Regions from separate parts of the Oryctolagus cuniculus genome. Here region 2 is linked to region 1. The links are chromatin contacts, called in public Micro-C maps. All regions are on one chromosome and are shown on one strand. The core of a region is the stretch at or near the end of the contact, and the rest is flanking DNA. Distances in the headings are between cores, read along the strand shown. Region 1 has its middle 77 kb from the start of CPN2. Region 2 overlaps LOC138849490 (a long non-coding RNA gene).

Region 1 (7,915 bases), core at 2,439-4,938:
CCCTCTCTCTTTCTCTCTCTCTAACTCCGACTTTCAAAATAAATCTTAAAAAAAAAAAAAAAACTATTTAATGGCTCTGGTGCTACATTATTTAACAACCGATCTGTGATACCTTGAAGAGAATGGAAATCCTGGGAGGGGGAGGAAGGTGATAGCATACAAATGCAAGAGAGGAGAATGTCTGTAGTGGGTTCCCTTGTTGGTGCTAAGGGATAGAACTAGAAAGGCCAGTGGAGCCTGGTGGGTAGGCTCTGGCTAAGGAAGCAGACATCGGCCCATTAGGAATTAGGTGCCACTGATGAGCCCGGAGGCTGGGCAGGAGAGGAGCAGATTTCTATCTTGAAACAGAAATCTCACGGCAAAGCAGAGAAGTTGGTAGTGAAGCCAGGCACTGGAAGCAGCCCCTGGCCAGGCGAGGGCGTGGAGAGGAGAGGATGGTGGCTATGAGGGTGGCAGCGGGCCCTGGGGCACAGGGAGCAAGCCTGGGGCAGAAGGCCTTCAGGTCTCTGGCTTAGGATCCTGGGGGATGGAGAAGGAAAAGCAGTGTGGGGCTGGAGGGCTGAGATGAGGTGCTTGTCACAGGCAGACTAAGCTTGGGATGCCTTCCCGGAAAGCCATCGGGGGTGATTCCTGCAAGACTTCATTGCATCTCAGGAGCCAGGCTTCCCAGGCCAGGGGCTGTCTCCCCTCCCGTGTCGCAGGAGGCCATGCCAGCGCCCGACTGCAGCCGCAGAGACCCTCCTGCGCATCACGGCTTCCTCCCAGGTAGGCAGCACCTTCAGCACCTCCTGGGCACAGCACCGGCCCCCAAATTTCCATACCTCCTCTGCTTGTCCCACAACAGCCTTTCATCAAGACATCACCCCACCTCTCAAATGGGCAGACTGAGCACTAGGACAGAGGAGGGTAAGAGTCAGTTACAGGCTGAAGTTTTCACCACTCCAATGTCGTACAAAAGGGCCTTCAGAAAGTCTGTGAAAATGGAATTAAAAGACACATTTTGCATAATTTTTTCACGCTTTACATTTTCTGTAACTACTGGAGACCCATAATAGAATGGGTTTAAGCCAGGCCTATGCATTCTTCTTCAGCGGGACTATGCTGAACCACATTCCATCGTGCCCAGATGGACAACAGAATTGAAACATTGGGGCCGCCGGCGCCGCTGCTCAATAGGCTAATCCTCTGCCTTGCGGCGCCGGCACACCGGGTTCTAGTCCCAGTCAGGGCGCCGGATTCTGTCCCGGTTGCCCCTCTTCCAGGCCAGCTCTCTGCTATGGCCCAGGAGTGCAGTGGAGGATGGCCCAAGTGCTTGGGCCCTGCACCCCATGGGAGACCAGGAGAAGCACCTGGCTCCTGCCATCGGATCAGCGTGGTACGCCGGCCGCAGCGGCCATTGGAGGGTGAACCAACGGCAAAAGGAAGACCTTTCTCTCTGTCTCTCTCTCACTGTCCACTCTGCCTGTCAAAAAAAAAAAAAAAAAAAAAAGCATTGGGGCCGCATGGTGGCTCAGCAGGGTAAGCCTCCACTTGCAATGCTGGTATCCAAGATCAGAGCACCCAGTTTGAATCCAGGCTGCTGCTCCACTTCTGATCCAACTCCCTCCTAATGCACCTGGGAAAGCAGCAGATTGTGACCCAAGTACTTGAGCCCCTGCACCCCACATGGCAGATCTGGATGGAGTTCTTGACTCCCAGCTTTGCCCAACCTAGCACAGCTGTTGTGGCCATTTAGGCAATGAACCAACAGATGGAAGATCTGATCTCTATCTCTCTCTATCACTCTACCTTTCAAATAAATCAAATAAATCTTTTTAAAAGACACCTAGGAGGGGCCGGCGCTGTGGCATAGTGGGTAAAGCTTCCACCTGCAGTGCCGGCATCCTATATGGGTGCTAGTTTGAGTCCTGGCCACTCAACTTCCAACCCAGCTCTCTGCTATGGCCTGGGAAAGCAGTAGGAGATGACCCAAGTCCTTGGGCCCCTGCACGTGTGGGAAATCCACAAGAAGCTCCTGGCTCCTGGCTTCGGATCAACGCAGCTCTGGCCACTGTAGCCATTTGGGGAGTGAACCAGCGGATGGAAGACCTCTCTCTTTCTCTCTCTCTGCCTCTGTCTCTCTGTAACTCTGCCTTCCAAATAAATAAATAAATCTTAAAAAAAAAAGAAAAAAAGACACCTAGGAGTTCTAGAATGGTCTCGCTTGCAAACTCATACATTCTTCTGTTCATTCTTTGAATGAACATTGAATTCCTACTAAGCACAAAACACAGACACAGCCAACCAAACCCCGGTGCTGGGGTAGGGAGAGTACTTGCAGTTGAGTAAAAATCAGATTTCTAAAGCAGCAGTCAGCAAACGATAGCCCTGGTGCTGATTCGGGCCCCCTGGCTGTTTCTATGAATAAAATTTTATTGGAACACAGCCAAGTCTACTTGTTGACTGACTGTTCCTGGCCGCTTTGGCACCACAATGGCAGAGCTGGGTGGCCCATGTGTCCCACACAGTTTAGCATAGTGACTGCCTAGCCCGCTATGGGAAGGAGCCACCACTGACGGCTGATCTGCAGTCAGAACCACAGAGGCCAGCAACGACAACAATACCCGGATTATTAGAAGGACGAGAGATGTGAGGATGCCACGGGGAGTGGCTGAGGGCACAGGCAGGACTCACCAGGTGGAGGTTTACAACACGGACTTTGGCAAATAAACGGAACATTAAGCAACTGACTGCAGCCCAGCACCTAGGTCCCGGGTGGGCCTGCAGCACAGTCCACGGTCAGTTAGAAGACGCCCAGATGCTGGGAAAGCAGCCACTGAGCTCGCTCTCCAGAGCAGCACAGGTCCTCATGGAGGCCTGGGATCTACCAGTGTTGATCTTGACCTTGAGCAATCCACTCATCTCCCGATCCCCTGCCACCAGGCACCTCTGGCTGGCCTATCAGACTGTGAAAAGCAACGGCAAGAGAAGAAAACTCTCCTGCAAAGTTCAAGTGCTTCATAATCCCAGAGGGTGCTGACTGCAATTGCACATGCATGTGCCTTGAAGATAATCGCGCATAGAACTTAGCAGCCGAATGCCAATGTCAGCCCTGGATGTCAAATAGCCAAGCACACTCAATTCTGTATGAATTCACTCACACTGCCGTGTGAGAGTCCTCCCCCCCCCCAAGGCGGGGGGACCATTGCAGACATGCCGCCCCAGGAGACCGCAGTGTGTTCCCCACCGTGGAGGCAGCCTCGGAGTCGGGAAATCGGGGTGTGTGCTGGAGGACCGGACCCAGAAACGCATCCTCTGGAGGGGTCCTGGCCTGCCCTCGCCTGTGGGCCCAGCCCTGTGCTGTGCTCCCTGCTGCCCGCCCCTCCCTCAGGAAGCACCTCCTTCCGCCCCAGCCTGGATGATGCTTTTCCGCTCACACCCGTGATCCCACAGCCTCAGCCCCAGGGGGAGGCGGCGGCCCTGTCAGTGCAGTCCACAGCACCTGGCTCGCCTTCCTCTACCCTGGGCCAAACCCTCAGACGCAGGAGAAACCAGAGCTGGCTCAGCTGGCCAGCACGCCGGCTTCCTGTCCAAGTGTTTGCGGCTGGGCTTCCTGCTGACGGAAGGGCGGCCTGCAGCTCTGCTCTGACAGCCCCGCGAGGTGGCTCCCAGGCCCGGGCCGCCGAGCACGGCCAGCTGGCACCCGGCAGCACTGCCACAGCGGCAGCACTTCACGCAGCTGTCAGTCGGCGTTCACGGGGAGGCTGGGGGCAGCTTGCAAGAGCTATAAAGGGGATTCCTTTGGGAAGAGAGGAAGCTGTGAATCAGACCAGAAACCCCGGAGCTCAGGCTTGTCCTGGGCAGGCGGCCAGAGCGTGCCTCACATCCACCCCACACCCAGACAGCAGGGCCTGTGCTGCACGAAGCCCACCTCCCTGGCCACCTGCAACGCTTTGCCTGTGTCCTGTATGAGGCTCCGGCGCACAGCTCCCCTCTGCGCCAGGTGCACCTGGAACAGAGCCCAGGCACCCAGATTATAGCCCACCCCGGCTCTGACCTCTCTGAGAACCAGCTTCCCTTTCGCAAGTAGAAACTGGAGAGGGAGAGCAATTGGCTGGGCAGAACATGTTTATTTTCCCATGTTTCACGGGTGGAGACACAGGAAATGGGGTTAGACTTATTCTACGGAGCTCTAGGGGTCAGAACAGGCAGGATCGGGGGCAGGAGGCGGTTTCAATAAGAAAAACCTGACCCACGAAACGGACCACCCAGAAGGAAGTGAGCACCCTGTCAATAGAGGCATTCAACAGGGATTGTTGGCAAAGACTTTCTCGTACTGGACTGTAACCTGCGTGGGGGTGAGGCCCGTGTCTCTCTCCATCACTACTGCAGGACCAGCAGGCAGCCCAGGGCCTGGCACAGAGTAAGTGCTCCGAAACACCCACATTTGTGGAAGGAAGAGAGAGGGGGAGGGAAGGGACGGTAAAGAGGGAGGCAGTCTGAACACCTTGCAAAGGAACTCCTGCTCCTGGGAGAGTGTGGACCAGGCGGCTCCCGACTCCAACAGCTGTCTGCTTCTGTGGTTATGCGCTGAGTCACAGGTGTCCAGCCCAAGGGGAGCTATGATAGTGGAGGAGCAACTCGCTACAGGTTTCCAGGCCCACGCCTTCTCCCTGAGCATCTGCAGGGACAGCCTCCCTGACATCCCTTTGTCCCCTTTACAGAACCTACCCACAAAATGCAGAGTCCCTTTTCGAAAGATAAGGAGCCTCAATCTCCAAGATCAGTTCAGAGTGGGAGCTGAGATGACCCTCCAGGCCTCCTCGGGAGACGCGTGCCTGCGAGTCTGCAGGTCTGGAGCCCTGATACTGTAGTCTAACCTAGAACCTGGCCCTGGGTTCCTCTAGCTTCTGACAAAGGTACAGGAAAGACACAATTGCATGCCGCTGGCTTCCAGGCAGGGACAGAGTTGGGGCATCACCAGGAATTGCAGCAACCAGCAAGAGATTTGCAACTATTTCTGGAGCCAAGTTTACTCTCCGAGGGCTGGGCCCCTAGATGGCCCCACTGGAGGGAGGCCAGTCTTCCCCCAAGGGCTGACTGGCTGGAGATTAGCCCGGCATTTGCTTGTTTGCCCTGGGATCAGTGCTCCACCCTTCCTCTGCTCTCTCCTTATCATCGGGGAGCTACTCCCGCAAGCTGCACATGCCAGTGTCCCAGTCCCCCACTGCCAGGAGCCGTAGGAAGGAGGAGGGGAGAAACCAGCACCTCCATCCCCTACCTCTCCCCTGATTTGGTGGCATCTCTGCAGGTTGCAACTCCTGCCCAGACCTTCCCTGTGGCTCGAGGTCTCACGGGGTGGGAGTGGGGGAGGGGCTGGAAACGGCACCCCCTGCCTTTGACCTGCAGCCTAGGAATGGAGGCACCTCCCTGCACTGGCACAATCTGGGTGACTCCCCCGCTGGTGGCGCATCCACCTCTCCCGGCTTTACCAGCACTGTCCCCCACCCACCCACCCCGCCACTGAGGCTTCTGGAATGGGTTGTTTCCTGGGGGGCCTCCCACTATTCCTGTGGCTGTGTGAGCTTGCTGAGACCCAGCCCGGAGAGGGTAACCTGATGCATATATGAACAGCTCTGTCTCAACCACCTTAAGGAGGGACGAGGAGGCAGGCCAGGCCAGGGGGCTGCAGAAGGGAGGACAGGGTCTGTGTTTGGAAACAAGGAGAAAACCCGTGGCTCTCTGTGGGAGCCAAGGGACCCAGACCAGCCCCGGCTGTCTTCCCTGCCCCCACTCAGCTGTGCAGGCCCTGCCAGCTCGGGCACGCTTCCAGGCTGATTCGGAATCAGTGCTTCCCACGTCCACGGGTCAGACCCTGTGACTCAGCCTCTCAGGGCTCTGAGCAGGACAGAAGAGGAGGGCTCCCTCGGTGACGTCAGTGAGGGAAGCAGATGCCTTTCATCCCGCGCCCAAACCTGGTGCAGCTGCGATGTGTGGAGGGGGAGGGTTGCAGACTCTGTCCTGACTCCCGCACCACTGCGGGGACCAACGAGGCAGTCCGTCTCGTCTGTGAACCTGACTCACAAGCACAGGAACAGCACGTGGGAGAGAGCCGAGACACGCCTCAGCTGTCCGGCTCATGCGGCCCCACTACGTGCTCTCTACAGAGCTCAGCACTGTCACGGATTTCATCCATCTGTAATGGGAGAGAAAGCCCAAAAATGCAGCAGGCCCCACTCAGCAGCTCCTTGTTGGAGAGCTGCCAGGCGCCGGGCCAGCTGCAGAGGTGAGCGAGCATTGGTCCCCGCCTCCCAGGAAAGGGAGAAGCTTAACAGGGCAGCAGCAGCCGCCAGATCTGCCAGGGTTTGAATCCAGACTTCAACAAGGGAGTATTTATGTGATCCTGCCCCCCACCCCCACCCCCCCGCCAACGCCCCCGCCGCAGCAGCCTCCTCTGTGAAATGGGCAGAGTAAGAAGCCTCTCGTCTCCTTGAGCTGTTGAAGAATCCCTGCAGGGAACAAGCCTAGCACACGGTGCTCGGCCTTGGAGAAGAGTCTTGGACACCTGCGAACTTTTTAAAATCGAAAACCCAAGGCTCCCTGCAGGCACGCTGTGGGTCGGGAGCAGTTCTGAAAGTTGTCCACTCCTTTAGTCCACGCGGGAGTCCGTCCCAAAGCCTCGGACCCCACAGCCGTTCCCACTGGAAATCTCCAGCCACCTGACCTCAAAGGTATCCCACACGGCCTCGGTGGCCTCGGTGCCTGGACAGCCCCCGGCGGATGTGCGGCCCCGGCCCCGGGGGCTTGGAGAGCTTCCGGGACTGGCCGGGTCACACTGCGGCTGGCCGCGTCTGGCAGCTCCACCCTTCCTGGCAGCCAGGCCTCCTCCTCGGCCTCTGAGAGTCTGCCAGCGCCCCGGGAGGGAGAGCAGCAGCAAGGCCCCGCCGGGTCGGGGAGGGCGGGAGGCGGGGAGCAGGCTCCGGCCGGCGGAGCGCGCCTCTGGAAGTGCCACGCGCTCCACCTAGCGGGGACGGATCCAGGCGGGTCCCAAGCGGCTGCCAGGCTCCCGGCACTTGGGCCAGGCTCCTCAGGCAGCACGCAGCTGTTCAAAGGCGTCTCACACCAACGCCCACGACGACTTGAGGATTTTTCAGGGGACACGCTTTCAACACCCATTTCACAGATGAGAACTTTGAGCCCGTCTCCGGCAAGCAGTCCGTGGCAGAGCTGGAACCAGAAACCTGGTCTTTGCATTCTGCTTCCCCGAGCTATTTCTCAGCACGTGGCACACACACTTGGCAAGGAGAGGGGCAAAAGGGCCGCTGCTGGCCGGTGGCCCACTCCTCGGCCCTGAGGCCAACAATACGGCGCAGGGCGGCCGGGGGACGGCTCTTGTTGCGCACCCATTGGCGGGAACCTACGCGCGCGCCTGTCAGAAGCGATTGACTGACACCGCATCCTGCCCTTTCAACCCTGCCCCCATCTCAGGGTCAGCCTCCCTCCGGGCAGCAGGCCTGACCCCACCGCCCTGCGGGAGAGAGGCCTTTCTGTCCATCGTGGCCGGATCGAGGGCTCACAAAGTCTCCCCGGGCGGCGCAAACCCTCCGGCAGCGTAGGGCGCGCTGCTGCGCCCGCGGGGGAGCGGACCCCTGACACCCGCGCCCTGGCAGAGACCCACGGCGGGAGGCCATTTGGGGGCCACTCACTCATCCAGGCGGGGAGGCGACCCTTGCCCTGTCTTCTCAGGAAAACAAAGTCGCTCCTATGAGCTCTACGGAGACCGCCTCCTGCCCTGAACACGGCTGCAGGCGTCGCCGCAGAGGCCCCCCGGCGGCCCGCGGGGGCGGAAGGCGGCCGCCTGGAGCTGCCGGGCAGAGCAGGCGGGCGGTGCTCTGTGTTGTCCGGGAAGGCAGCCAGTCCTCGTGCCTAGGCTTTC
Region 2 (7,915 bases), core at 3,144-5,643, 260 kb before region 1:
TGTGACTCAAGTTCTCTGTGCCTCAGTTTTCTTTTCTTTTATTTCAAGATTTACTTATTTGTTTGAAAGGCAGCATGACAGAGAGGAGAGAGGAGAGAGGAGAGAGAGAGAGAGAGAGAGAGAGAGAGAGGTCTTCTACTTACTGCTTCACTCCCCAGTGGGAGTGTGTCTGGGCCAAGTCAAAGCCAGGAGCATGGTGCTCCATCTGGGTCTCACACATGGATGGCAGCAGCCCAAGTACTTGGTCCATCATCCTCTGCTTTCTTAGGTCCCTTAGCAGGAACTCAGATCAGAAGTGGAGCAGCTGGGACTCGAACCAGTGCTCTGATATGGGATGCTGGCATTGCAAGCAGTAGCTTATTCCCCTGTGCCAAAATGCTGGCCCTTGAGTCTCAGGTCTCTATCTGCCGATGGGGGTGCTAGCACCTCGCTCACAGAATTATGAGGACTGAATAAGAAGGTCACACCTAAAGCCCTTAAAATGGTGCTGTGAATGCAGCAAGCCCCTGATCAACGGCAGCCACCATTGCAGGCATATTTTACTTAATCCTTTCGCTATCCTGATGAGTTGGCTATGATTACTGACCTCATTTCACAGATGAGAAAATGGGCTCAGAGGCATTAAGCAAGTGTCCCAAGGTCATGGTGCTAATAAGATTCACACTCAAGACCCTACACAGGTTTGTCTGGGTCCAAGCCCCATGCTCTGTTTATTGTGGGAGCAATGCAAGTGTCTCCCAAGAACGCATTGCCTCCTGGGAGGGAGGTAATTTGCACTTGTTATGTGCCGGTTGGATGCAAGCCACTCTGTTGGGCTTTTTATGCATTAATGCATGTAAACAAATAACTGGCTCAAATAAACTTGGGACTAGGGCTTCACCCAGTGCCACCGAAAGCCAGAGGAAGGCCATCCTCCACACTGCCAGCCTGCCCAGGTCCCCCTCCTCTGCCATTCTGCTCTCCCTTTGGGGACCCCCTCGAGGTGGCACTACTCTGATTACGCTGACTGTAGGGCTCTAAGAACAAACCACACAGAGATGGGAGGTTATTTGGGGTATCTCCTACCCCAACCAGCCAGATCTTCCAACAATTTGGGGTTAGCTGTGCCCTGGCTCCCTCCTCAATAACTAGTCTTTTCTATATTATTTTAAAAAAAGGAGGAGCAGTTAAGATGCCTGCATTCGACAGTGGAGTCCCTGGCTTCAACAGGTGATGGCTTAAAGTAGCTGGGATCCTGCTACCCACTTAGGACCTAGACTGAGTTCTTGGATCCCTGTTTCAACCCCATCCAGACCCCATGAAAGGCACTGGGGGTGAACCAACAAAATGGGGGCTCTATCATCTCTGGCTCACTCTCTCTCTGTCTCTCAAATAAACAAAGCTCTTCACTTATCTATGGCAGGAGTGCAACACAATGGAGCAAAACACACTGCAAATCTAGGGGTTCCCATGAGAAATGTTACTTGGGCAGCCAGGCATGCGGAAGAAGCAGGATTTCAGGGCAGCAGCATCCCCCATCTTTTCTAGAACCTGTAAATGCTGACTTGACGAACCATATGTATTTTAAAGGCCTATTTTATTTATTTGAAAGTCACAGTTACAGAGAGAGGGAGAGACGGAGAGAGACAGAGAGAGACCTTCCACCCACTGGTTTACTCCCCAAATGGCTGCAATGGCCGATCCAAAGCCAGGGGCTTGAAGCTTCTTCCGGGTCTCCCACATGGGTGCAGGGGCCCAAGCACTTGGGCCACTTTCTGCTGCTTTCCCAGGTGCATTAGCAGGCAGCTGGATCAGAAGTAGAACAGCCGGGACTCAAACTCATGTCCATATGGGATGTTGACGTTGCAGGTGGTGGCTTAACCCTTTATGCCACAATGCTGGCCCCTGAACAATCATATTTAATACAAAGACTGGAGACATCAGTTCAAATGCTTCTTTCTAAATATTGATGAAGCATAAAAGGGAAAAACGTTTGAAAAGTTTTTATTTGCATCACATATAACTGCTCATTCATTCTTCTTCCTTTTTTTTTTTTTCTTAGATGCACATGCATATGCAGAGTGCACACATAGCCAAGGCACGAAGCCCACAGAATGTGAGGGGGGATCACCTCTGGAGCATGTTTATGGTCATTTGATTTCATCCTTCATTCAGTTCTGCATTTTATAAATTGCATACAGTAAGCCTCTGCTATTTTTATAATCTAGAAAGGTATCACAGTGCCAGGGAAAATAGCTTTTATCATATTAGCAAGCAATATTTTAAACCTGTGAAAAAGTCTAAGAATTCATCAAAAATAAGAAAAGGACAAATTACAAAAAAACAAGAAGTGAGTCAATGAACATAAAAGGAGAGAAGCATGTCATTATATTTGTAATCTAACTTGAATTTTGCAACAAAGTACTAGTGAGGCATCAGCCACAGACCCTGCTTGTCTGTCTGTATCCACTAACGGAAGTATAATACATGCAAATACGTCTCTAGTTTCAAGCAGTTGTGTTTAAGCTTGCACAAGGGGGTTAATAACACCTTTAGCAATCATAAGAGAGCTACAAATAATAAACTTTTCACCCCAAGAAGGAAAGGAACACATACCCCATAAAAGCTCACATAGAAGTTTAGAAGCTTCCTGGTCCCTGAAACCCATTCACTCCTCTCCCCTGGAGCCTATGAAACACAGGTCAAGAAATTTTGCTTCAAAAATTTGCCTCCTCTGAGTTTTATTATTATTATTATTATTATGAATAATTTCACGCATAGAGAAAAATTGAGAGAACCAAGCAATGAGCATCCATACAACTTCCACTTAGACTTAGCAATTCTTCTTAATATTTTCATAATATTGGGTTCCTCTTAGTGTCTATTGCTAAAACACTTGAAAACAGCAGACATCATAATATCATCCATAAATACTTCAGCATGTACTCCTAAAAATAGACATTCTTTATTACAACAAGCAAGTTACACCCTGTTAACAATATTTCGATAACATCTATTATCAAGGCATTTTAAACTGAATAAACATTCATGAGGAAGGTGAAGTCCCAGAAGAGTGTTAAGCCCTACAAATTATGTTCTGCAAAATTTGCACAAATGTTGTTTCAGAGAGAGAATTGAGCAAAGCTTTTCTGTCTCGTCTCTCTTCTGTCTTGGAGCAGCAGCTGCCTTCTCCAACCACACCAAGGGCCAAGACAGACCACTGACTCAAGGCCTCGGAGCAAATGAGACATGTGTGTGGCAGCCGCTGTGGCCCACGGTGTCCCTGCCGGGGTACCGGTGCTGTGACCTGGGGCCGCAGACACGCCCCACTGGACTCTGTGAGGATGACACAAACGGCTGCTCTGCTGCTTCTACCACAGAGAAAGCCAATGACCCACTGAACAGCATCCAACTCTCACCTCGAGCGATAAATCCATCACAAATCTTACAATTTATGACCCAGCCATCTTTCATTTCTCTGCCAATTCCCTCAAACCTCAAGACAACCAACAGACTCGGCGGAACTCTGCCAGACCCCACGCACCTGGCTGGACCGGTATTCAGGCCCTGTCCTCAGACCCTACCCGTGTTTTCAACTTTCTGGAATGATTTCTAGATGCCAAGGAATTATAGAGTTCAAAGGTGAGGAAAGGCACTGTGTCTTTCCCACCACCGTCCCCACATCAACTCCCAGCACAAACTCTTTGAAGATCCCCTGGCCCTTGGAACAGAGCTCTGCCGGGAACATTCTTTTGACACTGTTGTTTATCTACTCCTCTGCCCCACAACACTGAACTTCCTGAGAACCTCAGCCCTGGCCTTTTCAACTTTGTATCCTTGACTGAGTGGACGGGTTGAACGATGGTCTGGAAAAAGGTATGTCCAAGACCTAACCTCCCGTACATGTGAATGTGACCTATCTGGGGTGGGGGGAAATGGTCTTTACATATGTGATTAAGTGGCGGATCTCCAGATGCTATCAACCTGAGGATCAGGTTATTCTGGGTTACTAAATCCCACGGCAGAAGACACACAAAGGAGAACATCAGAGAGGAGGCGAAGGCTGGAGAGACGCAGTCGTAGCCAAAGGATGCCTGGAACCAGAGGGGACCAGGAAGGAGTCTCTTGGAGCCTTGGCATGGCGTGCAGCCCCGCCCAGCACCCTGATGTCAGAGTTCAGATGGCTGAAGCTGGGAGGGGAATACATTCCTGTTGTTTCAACCCACCAATTCGTGGTAATTTCTTAGCGCTATCCTCGAAAACCAACGTGCCCTAATCACACAGTCCCCGATACGTGGCTGGAGCAAAGCGCATCTGTTGAACTGGAGAACGGAAAGGCCTACGGGTGTGGCTGTGTATCTTTTTCATATTCCACAGCCAGGAAAGCATCTCCGAAGGCCACCGGACTCTGGCTAACAAATACGTAAGCCTTGTGATCCTGGCATGAACTGAACAATCTGTTCCTTTTAATGAGGTGTTTGAACCTCATTCTGAATGCATTGTTCTGCCCTCCTTGGTTTTACTGTAAGTGACTGAGCTGACTTCTGATGCCGTGCCAGCACACAATAAACCACGGGCCTCCTTCTCTGGGGCTGCCGAGGGCAGGAACTCCCCTCCCTGGGCAGTTCTTTCAGGCGAGGGTGGGAGCAGGCTCTCTTGTGCCAGCGGCATCCTGATTATGATTCAGGATGTACGGCCAAAGGCAAACAGTTCCTCTTCCAATTCAGTCACAGGGGAAGCAGCCAAGGCCCCAGGAGGAGCAGCCTGGTTCCCTTCGTGTGTGCGGCACCGGCTCCTGGGCAGCCGGCGAGGGAGGACGCCCTATCTCAGGCGTTAGCAGGACTGTGCTTCCAGTGCTATTCCAGAAACGTCTGCACTTGTTGCAAGCAAGCAGGCTTCCAATCCAGGCCAGCCACCACCGCGACAGTGGAAGTTATCTGCAGGCTAAAAGGACAAAGGTGAACCAGAATTAAGATACCTATTTTTATCTCTTCACGGTGGAAAAAATTCTGTGTGCAGCTCCCATGCCTTTGCCTGTGGCTACCAAGGGCCCAGAGGGCGACCCCAGGGGGCCTTCTGTCCTGCTGACTCATGCTATGACTCGAGCAGTGATGATTTTTTTTTTCCACTGCACCAGGCATGCCCCACTAGTAGACTAAGAAATCAGTTTCGTGAGCAGCAGCAGCACTTCTGCTAACGTGAACAGAATAGCAAGTATCTGAGTGCACTACGTGTGTCCTACGGGGCAGCACCGCCCCATGGAACTGCACTTTAGTCTTCCATACGTGTGTGACATGCCATTGGTACCTGCGCTGTCAATCATGACCCAAAAAGATAGGGATAGAGACTCTGCAGCCCCTCGCCTTCAGCCCCGCTCTAGAGAGCACCTTTTGTACTTAGGATGGGAAACCCAATGACCAGGATGAAGTCACCCCACACCTGTGACAGGGGTTAGTGCAGGAAACCACGCCTGAGGCTCGTGCTCCTGACCCTCGGGCCCTTGTTTCTAAACCTTGGAAGAGTTCCCTGCACTTCACCCCCCGCTACTTGGGGCCGCTCTCCCACCTCTGCAGCCCTGGAGGCCCCACGGCCCCTGACAACTACCCCAGAACAGTCCAGCGTCTCACTGCCATCTTCCTGTCTCTCTGTGTCCAGTGTCCCATTTCCCCTGCCCCCTTTTGGCAGGTAACAGTCCCTCTGGCCTCCTTCAAGGGCTCCATCTGATCCATCAGCTTGTGGACTGTCCCAGCCTCTCCTACTGCAAGCCCTGCGCCCTGAAGGACCTGCCTGAAGCAGCTGCTATGGGCTTCCCAATCGCACACAGTTAAAGACTCTAACTAGAGCTTTCTTTCTGGTCCCACGAAATTAAGACCTACACGTAGGCTAACCAGGTCGTGGAGACTGGAGTGTGCCTTTGGCAGCAGCAGAACTGGGCCAAGCTTCAGGGCTGTTTCTTTTAGTAGCTGTGGACTTTGAGCAAATTGCTTAACAAAGAAGTTAATCAAGTTTCCACTGTAAAATTAATATAATTTTAATTTTCACCACAAGGCACTTGTTGATGTGTATTTTTTTAAAACGATGGAGTAAAGTTTCTGCGATGAATCCTCATTGACCATCTTGTGGGTGGACTTCCAAAAACAACAACAACAACAAAGTCCTATACTTTCACTGCATTTAGAAATCTATATTACCTGGGGGAAATAAACGAAGTACAGACTTTCTAGAAAACATGTGCGGTCTAATGAATCAGGCCATTCCTGACACCTGGGAGTTATGAACAGAAAGGAAGGCAGGGGCGCACCTGATGGCAGAACTCGTTCGAGAAAAAGCCAGAGCTGCTGTGTGGCCGCTGCCGGGTGGCCTTCCGGTGCCCTCCCCGTGGGGCAGGGCTAAGTGATGACGCTTCTCCCAGGGTGCTGACCACCTCTTGCCTTTTCTGCTAAAATAAGCAAAGCTGCCTATCAGGAGCTGGAATCAGAAGCAGAGGCAGGACTTGAACCAGGCATTCCGACATGGGATGCAGGCATCCTAAGCATCAGCTTGCTTGTGGCACCAAACGTCCGCCCCTGGGAGCTTATCCTGGTATCTTAAAGGGGCTGATCAGCAAAGCCTTATAGAGTTGGTGAGAACTTTCTCTTAGACAATAAGGCTCCCAACACCAAAATATCAAGACACACACACACACACACACACACACCCTAAGACAACCAGAACCCCAAATAGAATCGACCTCTCATACAGTCAACCTTGTGCAGTTACAAGGGGGGAAGTAAGCAAGGGAAGGGATAGTTGGGGGGGGGGGGTGCAGGGTGTGCTTAATGTTTTTAGTGAAAATCTGAGACTTGATACTAATACCACCTACGAGCATTCATACGGCTGCCGGAGAAACGTAAGCTACTCATTTAAAGATGGAAAATTGAGACCCAGGGGGAAGAGAGACTCTCCTCAGATTTGGAAAACATGCAGATTTCTTCGTAACCGTCAAATACTTCACTTGCGGAATTGCTGTAGAAGTGTTTGATTTAGCTGTTTCCACACCTGCTTGCCGTGGTCTGCTCTGTTAACCTACCTACCTCCCCTTTCATCAGAGACCCTGCCACAGGGCGTGCCTGCCTCTTTCCCAGGTATGCCTTCCCAATTCTAAATTAACAGGATCCTAGCACATAAAGGACTTTGGTCAGGAGGACTGGGGTTCAAGTGTTTTTTTGTTTCATGCAGGGATTCGCTTTCTCTCACTTGATTGAACCCTGGATAAAAGGAAGCGAACAGGCATTCCTGGGTGAGGCTACATGCACAGGGCCGGCTGAACCACAAAACCCTTGCGGGCCTGAGTCCCTGCTCTGAGTCACGGTCTGGAGTGAAGGGATTTCCTGCGCTGGGTCCTTGGGGACCACCGCAGCAACACCCCTGCAGAGGTTCATGATACACTGGTACCGCGTCCTACACGAATCAGCAAGCTGTGGCCCGCGGGACATTCGCAGTTGTAACAGACACCACGTGTCCCCCAAAGCCAAAGTAGCCACCAGCTGACCTGGTGTCGAGAGTCCCCTCTTCCTGGATGGGTGCTACCTGTTCTGTTCTCCCAACCACTCGTGGCTGACAAGCAGTATTCATTGGATGGGCACACCGACTTCAAGATGAATGAGTGTTGGAGACTCCTTCTGGCAACCCCCCTGCACAGAATACTCGCCTACTGCATTTGAGGGGAGAAGGGCAGGGCACCTTGGGGACAGGAGCTGGAAAAGCAACCAAACACAGGAAGTGAGCAAAAGCAGAGAAAACTCTATCAGGTTCCTGATGCTTGTACACTGCCCCCCTTGTATCTGCAGCTCTGCGTTCTATGGCTTCAGTTACCTGCAGCCAACCGGGGTCTGAAAACATGACATAGAGAAATCCAGAAATAAAACATTCGTTAAGTTTTCAGGACCTTTTATTA

What was found. Hi-C and Micro-C count contacts between places; a contact is called where the count stands out from the background.
Region 2: a contact with region 1 is called in a Micro-C map of ear pinna, with 4 times the contacts expected there. The contact joins two enhancer-like sites. A contact is called at or near these places in 3 of 6 Hi-C or Micro-C datasets (ear pinna, skin fibroblasts and an unstated tissue).

Annotation. Positions count from the first base shown.
Region 1 is chr4:85,189,709-85,197,623 of mOryCun1.1, reverse strand. No RefSeq gene overlaps it. Among named protein-coding and RNA genes, the nearest start is that of CPN2, 77 kb to the right of the region's middle. Within about 2 kb of position 3,688, at least 5 of the 8 cell types and tissues checked have an H3K27ac peak or open chromatin away from gene starts, as enhancers often do. A contact at or near this core is called in ear pinna, where this site is marked.
Region 2 is chr4:85,451,134-85,459,048 of mOryCun1.1, reverse strand. LOC138849490 (a long non-coding RNA gene) reads right to left here. Exons shown (of 3, transcript XR_011388361.1): 3 at 7,892-7,915. Among named protein-coding and RNA genes, the nearest start is that of HES1, 140 kb to the right of the region's middle. Within about 2 kb of position 4,393, at least 5 of the 8 cell types and tissues checked have an H3K27ac peak or open chromatin away from gene starts, as enhancers often do. A contact at or near this core is called in ear pinna, where this site is marked.